Regions from separate parts of the Mus musculus genome. Here regions 1, 2, 3, 5, 6 and 7 are each linked to region 4. The links are chromatin contacts, called in public HiChIP or PLAC-seq, Micro-C and promoter capture Hi-C maps. All regions are on one chromosome and are shown on one strand. Each heading gives the region's core, a stretch centred on a gene start, on an enhancer-like site or on the middle of the called end of the contact. The rest is flanking DNA. Distances are from core to core; before and after follow the strand shown.

Region 1 (2,700 bases), core at 116-2,615, 750 kb after region 4:
AGATGAAGGCGCATATAGGGCCCCTCCAATTATGTCCATTCAAAATCCTTAACCGGAGGTCACTGCTTGTCCAAGGGAAGACTTCCCTGACATGCAGGCTCCAAAGGTGGCTTGAACGAGGGACCATCCAAGATGACAGTCATTAAAACATAGAGGCTTGGAGGGGGGGGTCAGCTCGGGTCGAGAGAATGGTCTGCAAGCTTCCCAGACTATGGGGGACCCCAGATACAGCCACTAGAGTGAAGGAGGGAAGTCCCTGATGCACCCACAGGCAGGCATGGGAGTTCCCTCCAGATGTGAGGTCACTCTGGGACAGGAATATCTACCCCAGCCAAGATCAAACTCCCCATAATGGGCTGAACCAGGGGTCAGGGGCTCTTCTCTTGATCAAGGGTATCCCCAGGAACAGGCTGTCACCTCAGGAGCTAAACCAGGGCCACCTCTCCGGAGGTGGGCACATCTGGGGAGGGGCCCTGCCTGTATCCTCACCTTCTGTGTCTCCAGTTCTCAAACAAGCACAGGCATAGGCGCAGGCTGTGTGTGTATGTGTGTGTGTGTGTGTGTGTGTGTGTGTGTGTGTGTGTTTGGGAGAGGATGGTAGGCTGCCTGAGGTGGATGTAGGAATGGGGGGGGGGGGCGCGGTTCCCTATGACAGCCAGTTATCCCCGCCCCGAACGCACCCCCTCCAGTCCAGCTTCTCGTCGCAGTCATATTCCCGGCTCGGCCCCCCGCCCCCTCCCCATCCGCCGAGCCTCCCCAGAAGCTGGAGAAAGCTACAGTGGAGGAGAGTCTCGGCTTTGGGGCACCAGGAAGCCCGGGGCCCAAGGCAGCGGGGTCGGAAACCCACCTGAGGGGGCTGGGGAAAGCCGGCCGCCGCTGCAGGTCCTGGGGCGCGAGGCGGTCCGTGGGCTCAGCGCCGCGCGGCGGAGGGGCTCATGGCCCGGAGCCCGAGCCGCCGGCTGCCGCGGCACCCGCGTAGAGCCCTGCAGGGAGCGGCCCGCTCGGCCAGCTCGGCTCAGCTCGGTCCGCCGCCCGCGCGCGCTTGCTCGCTCGGCTTGGTCCGCCCGGGGCTCGGCGCGCTGGCGCTGCGCGGTGCTCTCAGCCCCGGGATCTGCAGGGATCCATCGTCCGGCCGGGAGGCGGCGGGAGGGGAGGAGGAGGGGAAAGGGTGCGCGTGCGCGCCTACGAGTGTCTGCGAGGGTGTCTCTGGGCCGGTGTGCGCGGGGGGCCCCCGGCCCGGGAGCGGAACCGAGGGCTCCCCCCGCTGGCTCGCCTCCTCCCGCCGCTCTCAGCAGAGCTGCCTCGTTCGGATCCCGGAGCCGGCTCCGCTCTCTGCTTGCGAGGCCCTGTGGCTTGTGTGTGTGTGCGCGTGTGTGTGCGTGTGTGACTATGGGGTGTGTGTGTGTGCACGCGCACGTGTGCGCGCAGGAAGGAGGGTGTCTGCCCCCAGCGTCCCCCTCCCCACGTTGTCTCCTTCGGATCGAAGCTCCTGCTTCTTGCTGCTGCTGCTTCCTCTGATGGCACATGCACACGTGTACACACACACACACACACACACACACACACTCCGAGTCACAGTCACACTTGACTGATTCAAGCATTTGCCTGTGTGGAGATACAGGCACATTCAGACCGGAGTCTTACCTTGCCACTCAGCCATCCACACATCACATACACCTACACATCCCTGAAGCCTGACCCTCACACGAGCACTTACCTGTTTGTACACATTCACTCACCTGCTCTTATTCCTGCTTCCCACCTTCATGTGACCCACACACATGCACATATATAAATACCCTTGGCCACCCAGACCCCATTTGTATATCAGTGGATTTCTTAAGCAGCCCGTGTGCAAGTGCCTCATTGGCAGATCTATAAAGCAGAGAGGAACAGAGAGAAGAAAAGAGACATGGCCAGAAGTGAGGGCAGATGGGGCAGAAGTAGGGAAAAAGAAAAAGATACAAAATGAAGGCTGCAAGGAGGAGTGTGTTCTGGGATGGACCAGAAATCTGAGTCCTGAAACCTGGAGGCTGCTCCTGTAGCTGTCACCTCTCTCCTTCCCTCCCTCTTTCTTTCTCCGAGGCCTTGGGGGGGGGGCCCTCCCTATCCAATTAGCAGAGAAGGAGCAATCAAGGGGAAGTTGTTAATTTGCTGATGCTCATTAGGAGCTCTTAACACAGAGGCTGTTGAGGTCTGATGGTGTCAGATGATGGTGTGGTGTGTGTGTGTGTGTGTGTGTGTGTGTGTGTGTGTGTGATGCAAGATCAGAATTATATCCATTGCAGCTCCTTTGCTCCACTTACAGGCTGGTGAAGCTCTGAGAGAAGGAAGGTGAGAAGCAGGTCTCAGGGACATGGTTCTGGGTTTGAGTTTGAGGAATGAACCTGACATAGAGGGAAGAAGCTGATGAGAATTTGTGAGGGGTTGGGAGTAAGAGGTACCCTAGAAACCAGTGAAGATGTCTCTCCAGGGATAGGGGTTTAGGTCTGGTGAGAGATTGAGGTCCATTCAGCAGGACCCAGAGCGCCAAGCTGCCAAAATAAAGATAGTATCTCGCCTTCCGGCTGGGGAGCTGTCCAACGGCACAAGCGCTGCTGGTGGGCTGCCATGCCCCTGGGCAGCCACCAGGTGACAGCACTCTCTCGGATACTTAAACTCCACTTAAAGGGCAATGGGGGAGGCGGCCTGTGAAACTAG
Region 2 (2,700 bases), core at 112-2,611, 770 kb after region 4:
GGGAATGGGCAGGAAGGATGTTTGGGGCAGACGGAACAGCAAGAGTTCTGCAAGCGCTGGATGCTAAGAGTAGCTTGGTGCACTTCAGGACCTGTAGACAGGAGGGAGTCAGGAGGGGCAGCTGGAGAGCCCGGAAGCCCAGGTTAGGGGAGCCCTGTTAAAGACCCTGATCTTTTTTTAAGGAGGAGAAGTGAAACGGTTAATGGTTTTCAGCAAGGAAGAGCCATGGTTGGATCTGATTTTTTGTTTGTTTTAGGCTGGTGTGAAACTAAGTAGCAGAGGCTGGTCTTAATCCCTCAGCCTCCACGCCCTAAGTGCTGGGGTTTCGGGTGTGTGCCACCACACCCACCCAGAACTGCCTTTGAAAATACCACGGTTGTAAAGAGTTCGAGGAAGGGCTCAGTTCCCTTGGTGGTTAGACTTCTGAGGCAGGCCAGGCTGGCCTTGAACTTACAGAAATCTGCTTCTGCTGTGCTGGGGTTAAAGGGGTGTACCTGGATCACTGTTTCTAGTAAACTCTAGCTAGCCAGTATTTTGTCAAGTTGCTAGTAGCCACACCTACCAGTAATTAGTAAATTCAGGAAGGAAGGGACACCAACACAGAGACATAACAAAAAAAGGAACAGAAACATTGGGAACACACTAATAGATTAAGATGAATAGTTTGCTGGTGTACGTAAAAGGCATTTCTGATGTTGGGTCCAGATCTTTCAAAGTTTCAAAGCCTCTGTACCAATACGACGCCAAATTTTAAGTGCCACTTATTAAATGGAATTATAACACTTCATTTTGCATTTCTATTTGTTTTCTTGAGCTGTCTTCCCCCATTCATAGCTACTGGAAAGCAGAGACCACATGATCGGTATTTTTTTCTGATTCCTAGCAGAGTGCTTGCTATGAAGTTGGCATACTTACTGTGCATCAAATAGAAGTCTGAATGAATGCGTGAATGAATGGAGGGATAATTATAGCTCAGTAAATATGGTTAAAATGATTGCTGCTCTGTCTCCTTCTGGAATTCTTCCTATTCTACAGTGAGACCCGAAAACTATTCAGTTATTAGTTTCCAAGGGTCCTATTTGACTGCGTGGGGAAACAGGAGGCAAGAAATAATATGCAATTAGTCAACAGGTCATTAGGATAATTGCAAGAAAGGAAGCTGGAGCCTGGAATGTGAGTCCTACACGGGCCACGAAACACCCACTACTCCCGCAAAATTGTGTGTGTGCCCTTAGTCAAAATGGCCGCCTTTCGGGCGTCTCGCTAATGTAATGCGCATGCCCATTCCGTTTTGCGCCCGCCCCCTGGCCCTGACACTTGCGTCTTCGTGATTATGAGCTCCTCTGTGATTGGCTGGTGCGTGATTTTGAACCGGATCTGGCGGCGCGGTTTTACACTGCCGTTAGTGAGGCGCGTCGCTGGTAGACAGCAGCCCTCCTGGGGCGCGGCGGCCGGAGAGTGAGCGCCGCGGGCCGGACGGGGTTGCGTGTGCGCGGGGCCGGGAGCCTCGGTAAGCCGGTCGAGGTCGCGAGCGAGCGAGCGAGCGGGCGGCGGGGAGGCGGGCGAGGGGAGGGGGCGGCGGGACCCGGCTGCTCTCGGCGTGGCGCTCCTTGCAAAGTCGGGGCGTCCTTTTGAGGCGTGGCCGGCCGGGTGCGGGTGTGGTTCCCTCAAGGTGGTCTTGGCGAGCCCCAGTGCCGGGCGTGGGAATGGCGGGGAGAGCCCCCTCATACCCTTTTCCGAGGAACAGTCTCTTTTGAGGGAGAAATCAGGTGTTTGGGGAACCCGGCGGCCTGACGTGGAGAGCCTCTACCTTCTAGGCTGTCTCCCACAAGGCTCATTAGAACATCCCTAGTTGTGGAGAGTTGGAATGTTGCAAATTCGGAGCCTATCTCGGGTGATTTTTTTTTTCCAGGCCCCCCCCCCTTTTAATAATTTATTGCCCACCTCTGTCACTGACCTACCTACTGTTCTGTGATTTGCATGTGAAACCCTTTGGGGTGTATTAATTTATATGAACAGCTTCCACCAACAGAAAAGCTAAGACTTGTTCTTAACTATAAAACGTAGTGAGAATGGTTATATCACAACGTAGTATTTTGGTATTCTGGATTCATGTTCACTAGCCAGGGTCACTTATATTTGGCTCACTCATTTCCCTTGGAATGAGAGCTTTGTTTTTGTGCCTCAGAAAGAGAGGAAGAAAGAGAGGAAGAGGGGGAGAGACTGACTGCAGTACTCCCAATAGTGTATCGGAAGGTTATTGGATTTACTGTTTACCTTTTAAAGTTCTATCACTCCTAAATAAACTGGACTCCGTGTATGTGTGGTAGTGTCTTATGTAGCCCAGGCTGGCCTCTTGTAGCCAAGGATAACCTTGGACTTCTGAGCCTCCTGTCCTTGGAGTGCTGGGATTACAGGCATTACAGGATAACTTGGAGATTACATGTGTGATCTGCCATTCTCAGTATTTGCTGTGTTGAGGACAGAAACCAGGGGCTTGTCATGCTAGAGAGACATGGTATCAGCTGAGCTACAGGCCAGCACAATTGTACATGTAATTTCACGTAAGACTGTCTTCTACTAACCTTTAAAACCTCTGTGGACTGATGAGGCTGCATGTCAGGCTGCCAGGGTGCAGTAAAGATAGGGACTCTTATGCTGTGTTAGACTTCAGTGCTGTCTGCTGGTCAACTTGGCTTT
Region 3 (2,700 bases), core at 110-2,609, 650 kb after region 4:
ATCTGATCCCCTCTTCTGGGGGTGTCTGAAGATAGCTACAGTGTACTTACATATAATAAATAAATAGGCCAAAGCGATCTGGGCCCAAGCGGGCTGGAAACAATAAATAAATAAAAAAATAAAGTTGAGGTGGTTTGTAAGATAAGGAAATGAGAGTTCTGGAGTCTAAGTATTTTCTTTCTTTTTTTTTTAAGATTTATTTATTTATTATATCTAAGTATACTGTAGCTATCTTCAGACACTACAGAAGAGGGAGTCAGATCTCATTACAGATGGTTGTGAGCCACCATGTGGTTGCTGGGATTTGAACTCCAGACCTTCGGAAGAGCAGTCGGGTGCTCTTACCCACTGAGACATCTCACCAGCCCCTCTAATTATTTTCTAATTACAGCTGTTGGTCTATATGACTTTGGGCAAACTATTCTGCCTCTTTGGACTTCAGTTTATTCCTTCATAAACTGCTACATGACAGATGTCATTAAAACTAGCGGTCATTTATTTTCCTTTTGCCTTGTTGCTTTTTTTTCCCCCCATTACCTTCTGCCTCAAGAGGGGAGAGGAGGAACCTTTTGTCCTGTACTGTATGCAAACTGGTCTTAAAAGGAAGGGACAATTCTCTCCCTTTGGTCACCCAAGTGCGGAGCCGTCAGCTGTGAAACACTACCTCCCACAGACACTCAAAAGGGAATGGGGGTGGGATGGGGAGGTCTCATGAAGTTCATTTTGGCCCTGAACTTGCAGAGAACGACCCTGAGCCCCAAGTGGGATTACAGTGGAGGCTGGAATTACAGGCTTTTAATGTAAAGATATTTCAAAGCCTTGTGTTTTCTCTGAGAAAAAGTGAAGGTAACTTTTAAGGCCTAAAGCCAAGGAGGGGGGTGGAGATCAAGGAAGTGCAAAAAAGGAGAAGGAGGAGTAGGAGGAGGAGTATGAGGAGGAGGAGGAGGAGGAGGAGGAGGAGGAGGGGGAGGAGGAGGAGGAGGAGGAATCAACTAGGATGAACAGCACAGCCGGCTGGCTGGGACACCGGGACTGTAAGTGATGATCAGGAACGTATAGCCGGGCCGGGAGCCAGAAAGAACTTGAATCTGCTGGACTAGGAAGAGTGTTTCCAAAAGGGAGAAACTAGCCTGAGGTAGGGGTGTGACCATGGTGATGTCGAACCTGCTGAAAGAAACTGGGCGTGGCTCGGGCTGCAGGTGAGGGGCGTGACCAGGACAGGTGGGCGTGGCCAAGAAGAAATGGGCACGCGGGGCGAGGCCGGGACCCACATGAGGGGCCTGGGCTGCTGCGACGGAGAAGTGGGCGGGAAGGCGGGATGGGCGGGGAGGAGGCCATCCTTGCGGGAGAGGCGGGCTGGGCGGCTGGGAGGACCCAGGGACGGAAGAGGGTGGCCGTAGGCCGGGCCCCGCCTCGGGGCCGCCTCCCAGCGGGTTCCTTTTGCCTTGACTGCCTCCGAGGCTGTGGCGGCAGTGGCCGCCGGGCGCGCGTAAGATGGCGACTGCAGCAGCGGAAACCCTGGGCCTCCTGTGGGGTTGGCTGTGGAGCGAGAGCTTCTGGCTGCCTCAGAACGTGAGCTGGGCGGACCTGGAGGGCCCGGGCGACGGCTACGGCTACCCGCGCGCCCAGCACGTGCTGTCGGTGTTCCCGCTGGCAGTGTGCATCTTCTCCGTGAGGATGCTGTTTGAGCGGTGAGCGTTGCTGCGCGGGGCCGGGGATGGCGGGGGGTAGGGGCGGGACGCCTGGGCCGGAGACCGAGGGCCGGAAGCCGAGGCGGCGGGGCGGGGGAGCCGGGGAGCCCGGGCCGCGGCGGGGATGCTCGGAGCCCGGCGACGCGCCCCTGGAGCCTGCGTGCGCGCAGACCGCGCGAGTCTAGGGTGTGGGCGAGTGAGAGAGAATCGAGGGGAGTGCTGGGCCTCAGAAGTGCAGATCACAGAGTCGCATGGAGCTCTCGAAGGCTGCCTCCCAATCTCCAGGAACCCAAGAGTGAGTCGTGCTCCCGCAGTGCCCGGCGAGAGGAACGGGAAGGGCCTGGGAGAACCAGAATTAGCTGGGGTCCTGGAAGCTTGTGGGTTCAGTGCAAGCGCCAGAGCTTCCGAGCGACGTAGGTGGATGCATGAGATGTAATGTTTGCTAAAGTTACTTTACTTCTGGGGTTTGAAACAACAGGATCAGTTAGGCCCCAAGCCCTGATTTGTTAGCGCGTGAACGTGTTAGTATGACAGCAGACGTCTGGCTAGGATAGGGTGTGGTGAAGCCTGAGGCTTCCAACATTTGGGGAAGGTGTCAAGAGGAACTGCTGAACGGGCCTTGGAAGCCTGAGATGGGAGAAGTGGTCATTTTGAAGGCGATGGAGCCTGAGACTTTATTGGAAACAGCTTTGTGAACCAGCTTCTAAGGTGGTAGTATTCACAACATACTTTGCCCAGCTACATGCTCTGGGCAGAAGATCCCCCCCACCCCACCCCCACCCCGTTCTTCAAAGGGCTAGTCTTATCTGCTGCCAAAAAGACACTGTTCTTCAAGGATCTGATGCGATCTGTAATGAGGATCAATCATAGCTGTGTTTTTGATAAAGCTTACTCAAACTCCAAGGAAGTACTTTCCTCGTAGGCAGAGACGCCTTCTGTAAAAACCTTATCTAGAACAAACACGACACTGATGCCAGAATTCCTTTTCTAGTGTGGAGATGTGGTTAGA
Region 4 (2,700 bases), core at 187-2,686:
GGAGTGGCCTCCAGACAAAAGGCTTTACTACATTACCGCCAGGGCACCCACTGCCCGCCTCCACGTCCTGCCCTGCCGAATGGCACATAAATGAAATCTCAGAAGAAAACTTTTAACTCAATTAATTTTTACTAATAACTAGGAGTGGCAGAAATACAATTCCTCCTTCTCATGGCCGGTCAAAGATGAAATTTGATTATGCTTTGAAGGGTGCGGTTTGAAATTTTTCCCTCAGTGTTGACCTACCTTAAGTGTTCTCTCTAGCCAAGGGGAGGCGTACTCCTCTGCATATATAGAGGCTGCGCTGCTCTGAAAAGCCAAACCAGTCCTGCACCATGGGGAAGAAGCAGCCAAGGGCGGCAGCAGCTGCTCCCAACTGTGAGCTAAGTAAGTGGCCACAGCCCAGGGACGCTGGCCAGCCGAGGAGCACACCTGGACGCTGACACAAACAGATCTCGCCCCTTTCTTTTCTAGATGCAGCGGAAGGTCCCAGAAGAAAGGTTCTGGGCTCGAAGGCATTTAAGAAGCCTTTCTCCAACGCCACGGATGAGCTGGAGAGGCGGCCAAGATTAATTTGTAGTTTCTCTTCTTTCAGGTGACGATTCTGTATGAAGAGCAGCAGCCCCAGCCAGGGGCCTTTCTGTTTGCTTTTGCTGTCATTTTTTTTTTTTTTTTAAAGTTTCCATCTTTAGGGTTTACCCTTTCTTCCTATCTCCGTTCTTACCAAATAATGAACATTTCTCCCGGCAGTTTCTATATGAAGAAAACAGGGCTGTCATCTATACTGTTGTAGGGGAAATCGAGAAGTCCTTTTCGGTGGCAACTTGGGGCGGGGGGTTGTCAGGTCATAAAACTGCGAAGAGGTGAGGCTGAGGCCGGGGATGGAGTGGGACTGTTTTGGGGGCAGGCAGGATAAAATGTGTGGAGAAGAGACAGAGCCAGGTGGGATCACTGTGAGTCTTGGGAGTAGGACGACGGGTGCAGCCGAACTGGCTCCACTGGTCGAAGTTTCTCGGTTCCTCCCAGGCGTGGGGTGTTCTTGGCGCGTCAGTGGGCACCGAGCAGTGGCTCAAGAAGCTAATAGGGACTGCCATGGCGCCTTAGGATCGAGTGTAGCTGTTTCTCGGAGTTATCATCTCTTAGGAGGAAAAAGGCGTGTAGCTGCCTAAAAGGAAGTGGCGGGAACTATGACAAAAATGTATATGTCCCGAGCATTCCGGGGATGGGAGTTGCCAATATAAGAACGCCGAAGGTTTGAACTGCGAGGACCGTGGCGCGCCCGGCGGAATCACGCCTCCGGATCAGCCCCGCCCCCGCTCAGGCCCCGCCCCCAGGCAGCTCGGATGGGCGGAGCCTCCGTTCCCGGTCCGCCGGCCACGCAATCCCGCAGCTGCAGGAGTCCAGCCAATCAGGAGAGGGGGGCTCCCGCCCGGCCGGCCAATCACGGGAGGGCAGGAGGTTGACTGGGTCGCCGCTGGCTCCTGGGATATGGAGTCGCCGGCGCGGCGTGTGTGGAGGTGGCGGAGCCGGTAAGCCGGGGTGCTGGCAGGGTCAGGGGTTACGGCGGCCCGCTGTGCGCGGGCGTGCGAGGGGGCTCGGACGGCGACCTACGGGGCTGGAGCAGCCTGCGGGGAGGGCGCAGCGGCGAGCCCGGGGAGGGAACCCGGTATCCCGAGGAGACCGGGAGGGCTCCCGGCTCAGCATAGGCGCCGACGATCACGGGCCTCGGCTCTTCACCGCCACCCGGGACACCGGACCACCCTTCCGCGGCCGGCCGGCCGGGGGGTGCGACCGCAGTGCCCTCCCGGAGCCCCGGGTGCCCTGCAGCGCAGCGCCCTGTCAGCCCAGCGGCTGCGGGAGCTGCGCGGTCTGCCCGAAGGCCTCAGGCCTCGCGGTTGAGTGCTGCTCGGTTGTCCGGCTGTGTGTGCAGCCTGGGACCCTGCGCCTTCCAAGGCCTCGTTCAGGGACACTTGCACGCGATGGATACTCCCCTTCTCAGCGGCGTCCTAGGCCGGGTAGTTTGCAAACTCATTTGTTTGATATTCCACCTTTGGATTCTTTGTCCGTTTCTTGGATACATCATATTTGGAAGGGCATCCTCAGAAGTAGAGTTTCCGCTGTATAAAATGGAGACACTCGGTTATCCCTTGGTTTTCAACGGTGTGATTTAAGGCAGCAAAAGCAAAATATGGGAGAAGAGCTGGTGAGGGCCGGTGGGCATCCGAGAGCTTCCATGTGACCCGTGGGGAAACCACGGGAAACTGTCCACGTTGTCCACCGTGGCATTCTCCACCCTGACCAAGTCTCCTTACTTCTTGGCTGTGTTAACTTTTGGTTCAGGCTCCTTAAGCTTTCCTGCGGTCCACACTTAAAGGTGGGGTGGGGGGATGGGGTGGTGGTGGTGGTGGTGGTGAAGGTTGGGTCTGTCAGGGCTGTTGGTGTTGTTAGTTAATACAGGTAAAGTGCTTAGGGCAGTCTCCTGCTGACCGGTATTTTTTTTTTTTAAATTACTGCTTGCTTGTGCCTGCTGTTTCCTTAAAGACTTTAACCTTCTCAGTAGTCTTTGCCCTGAGTCCCCTGGGCTATTGCCAAAGGTCCTCCAGGCAAGGCTTTCTAGCCATACTGTTAGTCTGCAAGTGCATCTAATTACAGGTGAAGAGATGCAAGGTGCTGACAGTACCTTCTTACTCTTTGTCTTTT
Region 5 (2,700 bases), core at 47-2,546, 550 kb after region 4:
CTTTAGTACATTTATCCAGAAATCAGTCTAGGTTAGATTTTTGAATGATATTCTATCCTTGGTGAATGGCTCAATTCCTTAAAACTTGTTCATCAACAGCTTTTTGTAGGTTTCTTGTTTTGTTCCTTTTGGGTTATTCTCACTCTGTAACACTGGACATCCAGGGACTCAAGGCAACCATCCTACCTCAGTTGCCAGGATAAAGGCCACATGTCCTGTGCCCTTTGCCAGTGACTGCTTTAGGAGTTGAACAAATCTTTCTACCACTGGCCCTTATGATACTAATCAACACTCACATGAAAAGCCTCAGAATTCCTTTCGTTTGGTATGTCACTAGACCTCAGGAAAGGATACTATCAAAAGGCTTCGTGCAGAGAGGAATGGTGGTGGAGCCAAGAATCTGAGGGCTGGATGGCCACATGCTATGTCTCCTCATGATCTATTCAGACCCTCACATTCCTAGTGCAGAAACAGAAACAGGTCTTGCAGACACTGTTGAGAAGTGCAAGCCCACTCTAGGGTGTGTGCTACTACCCTTCTCTTAGAGCCTCTTTTAAAAAAGACTTTTATTTAATCTTATTAGTATGTATATGTGTGTGAGTGTGTGATGTGTGTGCAGTTCCTCACGGACGCCAGAAAATGGTATCAGGTTCCCCAGGTGCTGGAGTTACGGGCAGTTTTGTGAGCCAACAGCTCAAAGATCACTTCAGCTACACTGTGAGTTCCAGGCTAATCTCAGCTACATGTGATGACCCTCCTCTGTCTCAAAAGAAAATGAAGGAAAACCACCCGTTGTTGAAAAAAACAAAAAACCAAAAACCAAACAAACAAAACCCATAGCTCTTGGAGAACTTGGACACCACCTACTCTTATCTAATCCTATCCTTTCCTGAGGAAACTCAGGTCCACTGAGGTGAAGTGATCCAATGTAGTCTGAGCCAGGCCTCTTTGGCAGCTCTTTGCAGCACAGGGCATGGCCTCTCTTAAAATACCTTTCCACAGAACTTACCCCGACAGCACCAGGAACTTCCCTGAAGTTGCACTTAGACCAGATTTCTGGGTGAGTCTCAGATCAAACTGCTGCAATCTCTAGTCAGAGAGAGATAGGGTGAGCCAGAAAGGGGACACGACCAAGTTGGAGGCTGACACAGGAGCCACGCCTCCTGCAACACCACCGCTACTAGGGCGACGCTCCGGTCACGAGTTGAACACGCCGCCGGGAGCGAGCACGTTCGCTCCAAGGCCGCGCGGGAGGCGGGAGACGGGCGCGCCTCCGCGGCAGGGGGCGGGGCTCTGAGCGGGGCCGGGGCGGGGCCGCGGAGCTGAAGGTGCTGCAGCCCAGTTGCGACAGGTGCGCTGGGCAGACAGAGCGCAGGACCGTGGCCGTGCAGCGCCGAGCCCCGACGGCTTTCTAGTCAGGTAAGCGCTTCCTCTCGCCTCGCCCTCCGCAGCCTGCATGCGCGCGGAGACCCTGCTGAGCCCCGCACTCTCCCCGCGTATTTTGAGGCGGTGGGTAGCAGGAGCAGGAGGCTCACCCCTTGGGGTCCACGTTGGAGGAGCCTCCCATGCTCCGCCCTCCCTTCTGGGAAGTCCAAGGGACTGAGACTTCGCTGCCTGGGCCCCTGGTCTCGCACGGGATGGAGGGAAAGTGGCATTTCATCAAAAGTTAAAACACCCTCTTAGGGAGGTAATCCTGCCACTCTTTCCTTCTTCCACGCGGCCGTTCCTTTTCCAATTTTTCTCCCGTCCATTCCTCCAGATGAACTCTGGTTAAGACTTAACATCCTTCCGAACAGTTCCTACTTGCTGTGTCCTTCCCAAATCGCTATGGTGTACTTGAGCTGGGATCCACTGCTCACTCGCATCCGTAGGTGTTAATATTAGGTAACTGTACACCCCTGGCCACACACACTGGAGCTCGAAGTCGTGGGTGCTAGGAGCGAACCATCTGGCACCCGTCCTAGCCTTCTTATTGGTGCTCACAACAATGAGTTTAGCTGATCCTGGTGAGAGATACTGATCTGCTATTGTCTTGCAACTAATTCCAGCTCTCAAAAATCTGCCTAATCCAAATGGTTCTGTTGACTTTGCAAGTTAGCCGAAGACTGTGAGGTTATGTTTTTAAGACGTTGACCTTTGGAGGGCAGATCATCCTTGGCACGGAAGTGGGTGAGTGGGCTACTTTGTATCTACATAGTTACTGGTACAAATACCTAGTCCAGTTAGTCTATGGACGACCAAGTGTGATCATGTTTAGACAGCCTTCAAAAAGCTATAGAGTTAGCAGGAAAGAACAACTCCTCCTCAGTCGTTGTCTTCTCCTCCTCCTCTCCCTCCTTTTTCTTCTTCTCTTCCTCTTTCTGCTTCTTCAGAGAATCCCTGACTAGCCTTGAGCTGGCTATCTAGCTTTGGCTGCCTGAAATATGGCTGCCTCTGCATCTTGAATGTTAGGATTAAAGGTGTGCTCCACTGTCCCTGACCTTCAATATATATATATATATATATATATATATATATATATATATATATATATATATATATATATATATATATATATATATATATATATATATATATTTTAAAAATTACCATTTGTGTGATGTGTGTGCATGAATACCAGCCATCGTGCTATGGTAGGCTTGTGGAGGTCAGAGGGCAGCTTATAGGAGTTGGTTCTCTCTAACTTAGGATTTGAGGATC
Region 6 (2,700 bases), core at 71-2,570, 950 kb after region 4:
AGGCTCATATGTCTGAATAGTCACCAGAGGGTGGGACTCTTTGAAAGGATTAGGAGGTGTGGCCTTGTAGGAGGAAGTTTGTCACCTGAGGTGGGTTTTGAGGTTTCAGAAGCCCAGGCTAAGCCTGGACTCTCTTTTTGCCTATGGATCAGGGTCTAGCTCTCAGCTACTGCTTCCCACCATGATGATAATGGACTAAACCTCTGAAACTGTAGCAAGCCTCCAATTATTTTTTTAATGAGTTGCCATGGTTACCTGTCTCTCCACAGCAATAGAACAGAGACTAAGGGAGGCTGACTCCTCAGTCTCTCTCCTCACCAGCTTTCCCCACCCCAGACCACATTTAAAAAGCTTTTAAAGTATTACTATTTCCTAGCGTGTGTACACGTGTGTAGAGTCCAGAGGCGGATGGCAGGCATCTTCTTCGATCATTTCCCACCTTATCTTTTGAGACAGAATCTCTCAGTGGGCCTGGAGCACACACCAACGCAGCTAGGCTGGCTAGCCGGCAAACTTCAGAGATCTGCTAGTCTGGGATTACAGGCATACACCATTACACCCTGCTTTTTATGTGGGTGTTTGGGATCCGAACTCAGGTCCACGAGCTTACCCAGCAAGCATTTCCTGATTGAACCATTTTTACAGAGTTCGGCCCACTTTTGGTCTTAAGTTTATCTCAACACATCTCTTTCAATTTAACTCTGTTCTCCCATTTTCTTTCTTCCCCCAAACAGATACGGCTTAGTCACTTGCATCTTGTACAGTTTTCATTCAACAAGTATTTACTGAACAACCGTGCGCCAGGATTTATGATAAATATAGGAGGTTCACAGCTGAAAAGTATCAATGTAGCAACTCCATCCTCTGGAATGAAGTCTATAGTTACTATGTCTGTCGGTCCCCTTGTGGCACCTTAAGTGTTCTAGAGCTTCCAGCTACGTTTTCTAAACCAGGCTCAAGTTCCTGTGTCAGTGCATTGTTGTGTGACCCCGTCACAGGCCCCACACACACACATACTCCCCAGACAAGGAATCCCCCTTCCTTACAGCTCACTTTGTGTATCTGAAAAGAAAGAAACTTGGACCAACTTCACTTTCAAGACCCCCACAAACTCCTTGCTTTGGTCAGTGGCCCAAGGTTCAACTCAAGTTGGGCAAGTCCGTTAAGTAAGAGGGGACGATCACGGCCTCCAATAGGATACCGAAAGCCCCGACTAGGCACTGGGGTCTTCTCACCTACCTAAACTCACCTTCTTTCAGACCTCTACCCTAGGCGCATGCGCGCTGGCGCTGCGCTCGCCCCCTCCCTCCGCGGGCTCCAGACTTCCGGTTCCGCCCCAACCGAGGGACAGAGCGTGATGGCCGCAGACGGGACATTGTCAAGAGGGGGCGTTGGAGAGGCTGTGGAGGAAGAGCATCCGGGGGCTCTGGAACCCGGGGCCGCCCCGTTCGGAAATTTCCCTCATTATTCCCGCTTCCACCCTCCCGAGCAAAGGCTCCGCCTTCTGCCCCCGGAGCTTCTTCGGCAGCTCTTCCCTCCCGAGGGTCCCGAGAAGAGGCCGATCCTAGGGCTCGACGTGGGGTGTAACTCCGGGGTGAGTGACGCGGCAGGGATCGGAGCGCCGGGAGCCCAGCGATGGTCAGCCTCCGCGTCCTCCGTGGTGCTGGCCTGGGCGTGGCATCAAAACTCAAAGCCCAGAGTGGGCTTTTAAAGTATAGCCTTGACAGACACGTGCACGTCCCAGCCCTCCCTTTGGGGCCCCACGGCCGAGTGAGGAATTTTGAGCAATCCACAACTCATTCCAAAAATTCCCGCCAGACCGCTGGGGAGGAGGACCGTCTGATCTGGACTTCCGGCGTTTGCCTCCTCTCTTGCTTTGCTGGTCTTCTTGGCTGGGGAACGGGGATCCCCTTCCCTTCCCCCCCCCAAAAAATCTGGGAATCCTGATTCCTAAAAGATAAGAGCCAGGGTGACGTAATCACGGCTGAAACTTAAGGCTGTAGATATACAGTGCAAGACAGACCTGGAGCCAGATCCTTATTTACTTGTGCTAACAGAGTACAACGGTGAACAGTAGAGAGGGATCAAGAAAGAAAATAGATCATCCGGCCAGAGGAGGAAGCCTTAACCACCTTTCCCACCGCAGAGTGTTTTCAGACATGTAATGATTAGAGTCAAACCGCAGCAAAAATAAGGAAATAACAGTCTCGCCTATTTGTAGCTAGTTAGTGGATGTCCCAGTGAAGCGGGCAGTTTTATCCAACATTACAAATGGTTAGGACCCTCCGCCATTCGCTCCACATTCCATCACCAGAGTCCAGGGATAGACCTTTTGCCCACGTGTAATTCTAGCTCTCAGAAGACAAGCATTCCCACAAGTCTGAAGCTAGCCTAGGCTACTAAGACCATGTTTCCAAAAACGACAAAAAAGAGACATTGGTGGGTGGTGAAGACCTTTGAGGGTCTCAGTTGAGGAGAGCTTTTGGTTATAGACTACAGTAACCAGCTGGGTGTGTGTCCCTGTAAACGTGTCACCGTGGTATAGGAAACCAGCAGAAAAACAGAAAAGAAAAACATTTTTAAAAAAAAGATTTTAAAATTGTAAACAGTATATACAGAGCCACAGTAGAAAGGACACGGTTGCAATTGACTAAGGCAGTTGTTCTCAAGTTTACTTTTGAACATTTATTTATTTACGCA
Region 7 (2,700 bases), core at 171-2,670, 710 kb before region 4:
ACAAACACAAACAAAAAACCTCCCAACCATGGTGTCTCCTGATGTCATTGACTGACACCCTTCTCAGAGTCATCCAAAGCCTGAAGCTGACCTCTCTTCCACAAGCTGGGCACAGTTATCTCCCATCTGATAGGCTGTGTGAGCAAAACCACCCACAACAAAGAAGGATAATTGTGAAGACAGGTGGGGGGCCAGCTAGAGTGGTGAGGATCCAGAGAGGAAAGACCCTAGACAGACCCCCTAGACAGACTGACCCTGGAGGGTCAGAGAGGGGGCCGAACTCATCCAGAAGTTGCTCGTGAGCAGGGGAATGTGTCCTTCAAAGGAAGACCTAAGAAAGCAGAGCTGTTCTCTGCAGGGCTGACTGACTGCCTGGATCTCAGCCTGGGGGAGGGCCAGGAGTCCCTAAAGGGGAATGTCAAGGACACCCACGGCAGGGGAATTCTGTGACCCTATAGAGATAAGGATTGGGGTGCCAGGTTAAGTGGTCTCTATGAGGAGGTTCCGCAAGGGAAGTCGCTCCTATGTCAACAGAGCACCCTGGAGCTCAGGAGGGAAGAATCTTTCAGTCCCGTTTTACCTTTATAGATAAGGGTAGAAGAGTTAATCTCGGCAGGGAAGAGAAGCTAAAGGCCTCAGGATACCTAGCAAAAAAAGTTTTTTGATTCCCCATCCGTGCTCGACCCGCCCCCTTCCACGCTCAGGTCGGGGTAGCAGGGAGGTGTGTGTCCACAACCAGGGGACTGCTGACTGTCTTGCCCGGCTAAAACTGACCCTGCCACGCGCCGTCTGAGAGGTCTTTGAGATCCACATAAAGAAGGGTCCCCCTGAGACCAGGGACAGGTCTCCCTGCCCGGCCCAGCGGCACTCCGACTCACCTTTGGACAGGGCGACTCGACCCCCGCCTCTCCTTGCCGGAGGCGGCCGGGGTCTCACGTCCAGAGCCGGCCTGTGGGGCCGGGAAAGGTCTCGATCTGCGCGGCTGGCGCGGCGGCCTCCGGGGACTGGGAAGGGGCTGGAGCAAAATGTTTCTTATTCTAGCTTCTTCCTGCCTGGCCCGGCTCCACCACTCCCTCCTAATAACTCGTTTCCTATTGCCCAGTACGCCTCCCAGCAGCAGGGCTCGGCTCTAGAGGGCTGCAGACCGAGTGCGACCACCCCAGCCCCTCCCTGCCACGAAGGGACAGGCTTCGAACCCAGGCATTGGGGTCCCGTGCGTCCTGGGTAGGAACGTAGGGACTGAGCTAGCTGCGGAAGCGTCGCTCTAGGCCAGGAGAGGGTAGCCTGCACCCAGAGGCAGAAATCTAGATTCGTGAGGGCTTCAGGGAGGGACCCGCGTGAGGTAGCAGCCAACTTACCTGTGCTCACTCCTAAGGAACAGCGCTAAGAAAGCTGAGTTTGGGCTGGGAGTGTCTGCTCCAGAGTTGGCTCCGCCCTTTGGATTCTCCAGTTGGCTTAAATCTTTTTGCCTCCAAATTCCAGCCCTTCACCCTTAATACTTTTGTTCCCTTCCGTTGTCCACAGTGCTGGCCATCAACGCTCAGCCTCGGGCTAAAGAAACCTAGATAGGTCCGTTCTGAGTCAGTCTGGTCTGTGCACCTCAAGGCTTGACAGTTAGTTGTTCCTCTCCCTCAGGTCAGGGGTGGCCAGAATAGAGGGAAAGGCCACCTTGTCTTTTCTGTTCAGCCGTGTCCTTTTTGTCTAGCCGGGCTGGGACCCCAACCACGGGATGGGGGCGGGGCACAACTACCAGATGGGGAGCTTTAGAATTTGGGGCATGGAACCTTGTGAGGCTGGGACCTGCGGCTGGGGAGTTGGGCAGAGGGCTCGGGATGGGGAAGACAGGACACTCTTCCTCTTCCTGATCGGCAGTACAGGCTGGGACTGGGTGAAAATCTATGCTTTCCTGGGCAGGACTTGAGTTTTACTCTTAGCCTTGTGAATATCCTTGTGGGGGACCTTGAAGTAGTTCCACCAGCTGGGAATCCAGGCTAGTTGCTGTGACCCCACTAACACCTCCAGGGGCTTCAACCCCCCCCCCCCCCCCCCGCTACTAATGAGCATAGTGTTCCATCTTTCAAACGGTAAAAGATGGTGCCTATCTAAGTTCCTCAAGGAAGGAGTTTGTCGGCTAATATTTGAGAAGGCTAGGGAAGGGGTGGCCCTAGCCCAGTGGGAGAACACAGAAGCAATCTCTAAGGTGTCATGCCTGTCATGTAGATTTTGCAAGATGGGACAGAGGTGCCCTATCCTTTGGCAAGGATAGAGGCTGGGGGAGAGAAAGGCGGGAGGCTCCCACTGGTCTTACTTCCTCTGCTGAGCTCCACATGCTAGCAGCTTCTTGAATTGTGAGCCCCATGACCTTCCAGAGCCCCGGCTCAACCAAATTTCAGGGTCAGGACAGACCATGTCTTGCAGTACTATGGATTACAGTATCTGCTTTTCCAGATTGTGGTGGTCGCTTTGTTACACTCTATAGAACAGGGAGCTTGGATACATGACCATCTTCACACCCACTCTTCCTCCCACATGCCATGGCTTCCGGTAAGCCTTTCATTCTCCAGCCGGCGGCTCTCTGTCTTGAGTGGGACAGGACCCATGGGACCTCTGCAGCCCAAGTCTAAGGTCCGCCTCCTTGGGAAGGGGCAGATAGGGGACCATGGGTAAGGTCAGGAGCTGGGAAGTGGCTGAGGGGGTCAG

Evidence for each region. Promoter capture Hi-C pulls out the DNA fragments that hold promoters and counts their contacts. Hi-C and Micro-C count contacts between places; a contact is called where the count stands out from the background. HiChIP or PLAC-seq counts read pairs in DNA pulled down with a chosen protein or histone mark. Capture Hi-C pulls out chosen DNA fragments and counts their contacts.
Region 1: a Micro-C map of embryonic stem cells shows a contact between it and region 4. The contact joins the promoter of Asic1 here to the promoter of Slc11a2 in region 4. A contact is called at or near these places in 1 of 484 Hi-C or Micro-C datasets (embryonic stem cells) and 1 of 115 datasets of contacts at active chromatin or transcription factors (stem cell-derived neural progenitor cells).
Region 2: a contact with region 4 is called in a promoter capture Hi-C map of liver, with 2.4 times the contacts expected there. The contact joins the promoter of Racgap1 here to the promoter of Slc11a2 in region 4. A contact is called at or near these places in 1 of 484 Hi-C or Micro-C datasets (embryonic stem cells), 1 of 115 datasets of contacts at active chromatin or transcription factors (embryonic stem cells) and 2 of 9 other capture datasets (adipose tissue and liver).
Region 3: a promoter capture Hi-C map of liver shows a contact between it and region 4, with 4 times the contacts expected there. The contact joins the promoter of Cers5 here to the promoter of Slc11a2 in region 4. A contact is called at or near these places in 4 of 39 promoter capture datasets (hippocampal neurons, liver and pre-B cells) and 2 of 484 Hi-C or Micro-C datasets (both in embryonic stem cells).
Region 5: a promoter capture Hi-C map of pre-B cells shows a contact between it and region 4, with 4 times the contacts expected there. The contact joins the promoter of Lima1 here to the promoter of Slc11a2 in region 4. A contact is called at or near these places in 1 of 39 promoter capture datasets (pre-B cells), 2 of 115 datasets of contacts at active chromatin or transcription factors (embryonic stem cells and stem cell-derived neural progenitor cells) and 1 of 9 other capture datasets (pancreatic islet).
Region 6: an H3K4me3 HiChIP or PLAC-seq map of stem cell-derived neural progenitor cells shows a contact between it and region 4, with 6 times the contacts expected there. The contact joins the promoter of Bcdin3d here to the promoter of Slc11a2 in region 4. A contact is called at or near these places in 2 of 39 promoter capture datasets (hippocampal neurons and pre-B cells), 3 of 115 datasets of contacts at active chromatin or transcription factors (embryonic stem cells, pancreatic cancer cells and stem cell-derived neural progenitor cells) and 1 of 9 other capture datasets (liver).
Region 7: an H3K27ac HiChIP or PLAC-seq map of embryonic stem cells shows a contact between it and region 4, with 7 read pairs. The contact joins the promoter of Acvrl1 here to the promoter of Slc11a2 in region 4. A contact is called at or near these places in 1 of 39 promoter capture datasets (liver) and 2 of 115 datasets of contacts at active chromatin or transcription factors (bone marrow-derived macrophages and embryonic stem cells).

Annotation. Positions count from the first base shown.
Region 1 is chr15:99,669,042-99,671,741 of GRCm38.p6, reverse strand. Asic1 (acid-sensing (proton-gated) ion channel 1) reads right to left here and starts at 1,365. Exons shown (of 12, transcript NM_009597.2): 1 at 848-1,365. Gm34880 (a long non-coding RNA gene) reads left to right here and starts at 1,886. Exons shown (of 4, transcript XR_875662.3): 1 at 1,886-2,334.
Region 2 is chr15:99,650,317-99,653,016 of GRCm38.p6, reverse strand. Racgap1 (Rac GTPase-activating protein 1) reads left to right here and starts at 1,361. Exons shown (of 17, transcript NM_001253808.1): 1 at 1,361-1,510.
Region 3 is chr15:99,771,174-99,773,873 of GRCm38.p6, reverse strand. It overlaps Cers5 (ceramide synthase 5), which reads left to right and starts at 1,359. Exons shown (of 10, transcript NM_028015.2): 1 at 1,359-1,691. The coding sequence starts at 1,495.
Region 4 is chr15:100,421,791-100,424,490 of GRCm38.p6, reverse strand. It overlaps Slc11a2 (solute carrier family 11 (proton-coupled divalent metal ion transporters), member 2), which reads left to right and starts at 1,436. Exons shown (of 17, transcript NM_008732.2): 1 at 1,436-1,529. Gm5475 (predicted gene 5475) reads right to left here and starts at 1,298. Exons shown (of 3, transcript NR_040351.1): 1 at 247-1,298.
Region 5 is chr15:99,874,052-99,876,751 of GRCm38.p6, reverse strand. Lima1 (LIM domain and actin binding 1) reads left to right here and starts at 1,296. Exons shown (of 11, transcript NM_001113545.1): 1 at 1,296-1,419.
Region 6 is chr15:99,473,350-99,476,049 of GRCm38.p6, reverse strand. It overlaps Bcdin3d (BCDIN3 domain containing), which reads left to right and starts at 1,320. Exons shown (of 2, transcript NM_029236.2): 1 at 1,320-1,594. The coding sequence starts at 1,358.
Region 7 is chr15:101,127,242-101,129,941 of GRCm38.p6, reverse strand. Acvrl1 (activin A receptor, type II-like 1) reads right to left here and starts at 1,420. Exons shown (of 11, transcript NM_001277257.1): 1 at 1,359-1,420; 2 at 879-1,015.